Regions from separate parts of the Sus scrofa genome. Here region 1 is linked to region 2. A link is a contact called in public promoter capture Hi-C data. All regions are on one chromosome and are shown on one strand. The core of a region is the stretch at or near the end of the contact, and the rest is flanking DNA. Distances in the headings are between cores, read along the strand shown. Region 1 overlaps PLEKHA6 (pleckstrin homology domain-containing family A member 6). Region 2 holds the start of GOLT1A (vesicle transport protein GOT1A).

The links. Promoter capture Hi-C pulls out the DNA fragments that hold promoters and counts their contacts.
Region 1: a contact with region 2 is called in a promoter capture Hi-C map of fetal liver, with 5 times the contacts expected there. The contact joins the enhancer-like site here to the promoter of GOLT1A in region 2. A contact is called at or near these places in 5 of 5 promoter capture datasets (fetal liver, fetal skeletal muscle, liver and 1 more), 25 of 47 Hi-C or Micro-C datasets (adipocytes, adipose tissue, alveolar macrophages and 14 more) and 1 of 2 datasets of contacts at active chromatin or transcription factors (skeletal muscle).

Annotation. Positions count from the first base shown.
Region 1 is chr9:64,999,805-65,002,504 of Sscrofa11.1, reverse strand. All of the region lies in intron 3 of PLEKHA6 (pleckstrin homology domain-containing family A member 6), which reads left to right. Among named protein-coding and RNA genes, the nearest start is that of PLEKHA6, 26 kb to the left of the region's middle. Within about 2 kb of position 1,259, at least 32 of the 83 cell types and tissues checked have an H3K27ac peak or open chromatin away from gene starts, as enhancers often do. A contact at or near this core is called in brain, fetal liver, mesenteric adipose tissue and 2 more, where this site is marked.
Region 2 is chr9:64,852,267-64,854,966 of Sscrofa11.1, reverse strand. It overlaps GOLT1A (vesicle transport protein GOT1A), which reads left to right and starts at 1,314. Exons shown (of 4, transcript XM_021063213.1): 1 at 1,314-1,461. The coding sequence starts at 1,437.

The sequences.
Region 1 (2,700 bases), core at 10-2,509, 150 kb before region 2:
TCAGGGTGTGTCTGGGTCAGAGGTTGGGGCTCAGGGCGTCTGAGGGTCTTGGATTCCTAGGGGGCGTCTGATCTCTGGGGTCTCAGATTTCGTGGGGAGAGCCTGAAGGAGCAGGAGCTGGTTATGTGGGCAGAGGGGGCGTGGGGGGATGGGTGTGCGGTGGTGGGGCCAGCCTGCAGCTAGCAGAGCCTCGGGCTTATTGTGTGAGGTTCTGGGCAAAGGTTGGGGAGGTGGCAGAGGGAGTGAGGGGAGGTGGGGGGGTAGGTTAGACAGGAAGGGCGGAGGGAGAAGGTGAGCAGGCAAGATAGGGGGCTGGAGCCTGGGAGGGCCAGAGCTTGAGAGCTGAGAAGGAGGGGCCAGCCCTAGGGCACAGGGCAGGGAGGAGCTGAGCTGCAGGGGGGAGGTGGTAGGAGGAGGATGAGCTCAGCGTCATGTCAAAGAGGGTCACAGCCTTCAGGGCCTGGCAGTTCTTCCTCCATCCCTACAGGTCCCTGCCCTCGGTCTGGCTTCCCCTGAGGGTGTCTTGCCCGTGAGGGTGAGAGCCCTGGTTGGCCCATCTCTGCCCGAGCCTACTGTCCAGATGGCCACAGGGACATGGCAGGCACCTGCCGGACAGATCCCCCAAATCCTGGCTCCCGGGCCCCGCTGGAGGAGCACGGGGCTGGAGGGGTTCTGGGGGCTCCCACCTCCGAGTTCCCTCTTAGCTGGAGCAGGAGACCAGGAGATCCCGCTGGTGGAGGAGCGGCAGGAGGGGGCCCCACGGAGGCCCAGCAGCCGAGGCTAGAGCCATCTCCAGGTGGGGTGGGGAGGGTTGGGGGTGAGGCTGGCACTGCCTCAGGCCCTGCCGTACGGAAAACAAGGGCTCTCTGTGTCCTCACCAGGGCGCAGAGCGCTGGGCTGCAGATATGAATTATTAAAAGTCCTTGGCTTTCCAATCAGCGGCGAGGTGCTAAATGTGTTCACACGGCTGTGTAATTAATCCTGGTGGCGGCTGCACAGGCTCGAGACAATGGGGACCTTTTTTTTTTTTGCCTGGTTCGACTTCTTTTCCTTCTTCCCAGGAAGGTGATGGTGCAGGACACAGTCCACAGATAATTCCTTTTAACGTGTCTGCCTGGATTATTGAGCTGGATTCTTCCTGCTCTGTGTAAATGAAGTAATTACCGAGGAAGTCAGTGAGCAGGAGGCGGTGGCAGTGGCCTGGAGCTCAGGGGTGGGGACACGTAGAGCCCAGGGCCTGGGATGGGGAGAAGCTGAGCCAAGGGGGAGGTGGGGGTGGGGGGGCATGGTGTCCACACCCCATCAGCTGTCGTCTCTCTGAGCCCTGTCCCTGGAGGAGGAAGGTTGTGGCGTTGGGAGAGCTGTCTGCGAGGTAGGGGCTCCTGCCGTTGCAGTGGGTCCTGGTTTTGAGGTTTTGTGGGGTGGCCTGAGCACTGAACTGAGGCAGTCTGGACGTCAGTGCATTAGTGAGATGACTTTGGAAGGCCAGTCTCCAACCAGTTTAAAAAACCCAAAGCTTTAGAGAGGAGGGAACACACTTTGGGAAGCATTTAGAATAGATGGTGAGCAGAGAGGAAGCGCTCAGAGTAGGCTCAGTGGGATCCTTTCCTTGGCAATTGCTCAGTCCACGTGGGCTCCTGCTCTGCACCTCACCCCCAGACACCCCCAGAGACCATCTAGTTCCACCTCTCTCCAAGCCCAGACCAGCCCTCTGCAGCCTGCCTGAGGGGAGTACCAGTCTTGTCTGGATAATTCCAGCGACGGGGAGCTCATTACCTCACCAGGCAGCCTGCTTCAAAGTTAGAACATTCTTCTGCATTGAATCAAAATCTGCCCACTTCCAAGTTCCGCCTTTTGGTTTCGATTCTTTGAAGCAGCACAGAGCAAGTCAGCTCTTTCTCACAGTGATAAAGATGGTTTTCTTCATATTAAAATCGTGTGTAAAAGTGTGGACATAATATATTTTGTGTAACCCTATTTGTATTGGACATTCAGTGGTTACCCTTATTTTCGTTTTATAAATAACACGACATGATCATTTTTGTGCATAAGGCTTTTTCTGTATTTTGGATTATTTCTTTAGGTTAAATCCCAAGACATAGAACTGATGTCAGGGAGGGTATATATTTTAAAAATTACTATTTTGTGCGCATAAAAGTAATACATAGTCATTAAAAATGTAGAAAAACACATGTAGAAAAGATTAAAATTGTATGTAATTCTCTCAGAGATTTAGTATATAATTTTAACATTTCGGTGTGTGTATGTTTTTATGAATTCATGTGCAGGTATATAACTATATTTATTATCAAAATCCACATGTATACTGTTGAAATTTTGGACCAAATATATATTTTTGTCGCTTAAATAAAAAGCATTTTTCCAGGAGTTCCCTTGTGGTGCAGTGGGTTAAGGATCAGTGTTGTCAGGCCAGCAGCAACTATGGCTCAGGTTTGATCCCTGGCCTGGGAACATACTCATGCTGCGCGCATGGCCAAAAAAAAAAAAAGAAAAGAAAAAAAGCATTTTCCCATGCATTAAATATTCTTTTACAACATCATTTTTAAGTGATTGCCTAGTATTTCATTATATACTGATTCTTTGTTTACTTGGCCCCTACATTAAACGACATTTCCAACTTTTTCACTTTTGTAAACAATTCAATCGTGAACGTATAAATATCTGAATCTTTACGCATAT
Region 2 (2,700 bases), core at 65-2,564:
TCATTCCCTCCTCTTTCATTTTCTTGTGTGGAGAGAGGGGTTATTTGGGTGGGGTTTTTTTGGGGGGTGTGGTATATCATGACCCTAGTCTTCTATTTCTCTTTCTCTTTTTTTTTTTTTTTTTTTTCAGGGCCACACCCTCACATACGGAAGTTCCTGGGCTAGTGGTCAAATTGGAGCTGCAGCTGCCGGCCACAGCTACAGCCACAGCCACAGCAACTTGGGATCCAACCTGTGTCTGCAACATACACCATGGCTCATGGCAACGCAGGATCCTTAACCCACTGATCAAAGCCAGGGATTGAATCCTCGTCCTCATGGGTACCAGTCAGGTTGGTTACCACTGAGCCACCATGGGAAGTTCTTCTATTTCTCTTAAATTCAAACTTATTACAAGTAGGTGCAAGCAATCTGCCTACTTTATTTATGCCTTCTGGTAAGTCTTTCCTGAACACTTATATATTGAGAGACGTTGTGTTTTATTATAATTTTTTCTTCTTTATTATAATTAGATTTAAGTTATTTTGAAATGGTGTATGTAGATGGGTCATATTATCTATGAATTGCACTGCAGGATAGGGGGGATGTTACAGAGAGGGTGCTGGCTCTAGCGGGTTTGACGTTGGGAACTGTCCAGCCTCTCTTTTTTCAGGCCCACGGAGGGAGGAAAGGATGCAGCCACGTCTACACAGCAGGTAGGTGGGCCAGAACCAAGCTTCCTGAATCATTGTCCAGCCCTACCGTAAGCGTAAATTCATCTTTCATATTCCTTTAGCTCAACGTCACAGTCCAAAGCTGGACACCGCTGGGGGAAAGGACGTCGAACTCCCTTGGGACGTTTTTTGCCCTAGATGGAACTGAGCCTGGCCCTCCCTTAAGGCTATCAGAAACAGGTTTTAGTCAGTTCTTTCGCCCTCTAGCGTCTAGCCTGGGTACCAACAGAAAGCGAGCAAACTGCTTACAAGATGAATTTAGTAGTTTTCCAAAGAGAAACAGATCCCAACTCTTCCCCCACTTTCTACCAAACCATGTAAGGAATTCAGGTGCCCCTAGACCCCAGTTCTTCCACAAACAGCCCAAGTTTTGCGAAAGAGATGGAAACAGCTGAACTCGGCCTCAGGGCGTGGGGGGAAGGAGATAAAAGGGTCGGGTGGGCGGGGCCTTCTCCTGGTGGGCGGAGCGCATGGGAGGGAGCTTTGCTCTCTGGGAAGAACCAGGAGCAAAGGAGGGTGTGACTTCAAGCAGCTGTGTGTGTGTGTGTGTGTGTGTGTATGTGTGTGTGTGTGTGTGTGTGTGTCTAGAGTTAATGATTTACCAGAGGCCCATTTCACAACTTGCCAAGGGTCAGCTTCCCTTGAGCATGTACAAGTTCGGTCCTCTCTGCTCCTCGCCCCTTGCCAGCTTCCACCCGGGAGGTCCCCCAGGCAGCCTGCAGCATGATCTCCATCACCGAATGGCAGAGTGAGTGTGAGGGGCCGGTGCTGTAGAGGCGGCTGGCCTGGAACTGGGAATCCAGGCTGCAGTGGGTGGAGAGCAGCCCCTCCCAACAGGGACCTTTCTCTGGGGAACCGGGAAGGCGACCTCTGGAGCCGGTGGCTGGGAGCTGCTGTGTTGGCATCCTCCAGGCAGGCAGCAGGGCCAGGGCGGGGTGTGGCTCCCTGCCTTCCACAAGGTGGGGATGGGGCTTGATCAGGACCCCCAGGTAGCCAGAGGCTGGTTTCTATTCAAGCACTCAAGCTGGAACCCATTCAGGGTTCTTAAACCTGGGATACCACAAAGGCAGACCTGGTAGATTCTCTGTCTATTTAGACATCTTTCCCCCACAAACTCTTAGGGTCTTCTGTGACCCTGGGCCCTTTCTTATCAGAAACTAAACCCAAATCCCCTCCCCAAATCACTGTTGTTACCCCTAAGTATCTTTCCCCTCAGGAGAGAGGGCAGGGCAGTCCCCAGGTCCAGGTGAGAACTATAGCTCCGTGAGTTTCATTTGGGTGAGTTACTTAAAGCCAATGTCTCATCTGTGAACCAGGGATACTGTTCGTTCGTTCACTGAACAAATGTGTCTCCTCTGTTGGGCACAGAGTATACAACAGTGAGGGGAACAGACATATTCCCTGCTTATGTTCCAGAATGAGGCAACAGGTAATGAGCAGATAAAGACGTTAGTATGTAGTACGTCAGATGGTGATATGTCCTCTGGAAAAAAATAAAACAAGTTGAGGAGGCTTGGGAGTGCGGGCTAGGAGAGATTTTGTTTAGAGTGGTAGGGAAACGCTTCCCTGGGAAGGTATTCTTCTACGGAGACCCATAGGAAGTGAGGAGGCAAAGCCATGCAGCTCTCTGGAGGGGGCAATGTTCTAGGAAGAGGGGACAGCCAGTGCAAAGGCCCTGGGGCATTAGCAGACCTGATGTATTTGAAGAACAAGGAGGCTGGTGTGGCTGGAGCAAAGTGAGGAAAGGGGAGATTAGTAGGTAGGTTAGTCAGGAAGGTCATGGAGAGGCCAGGCTGTCTAAGAATTTTGGTTTTACCTTCATAAGATGGGGAACCATTGGAGGGTTTTGTGCAGAGGACTGATGTGATCCGCTTATGTTTTTAAAAAGTCACTCTGGATGCTGGATTGAGAATAGACAGACTGTAGAGGGGTGGGGTCAGCAACAGAGAGACTGGTTTGGAGGCAAGAGATGGTGAAGGAGACCGGT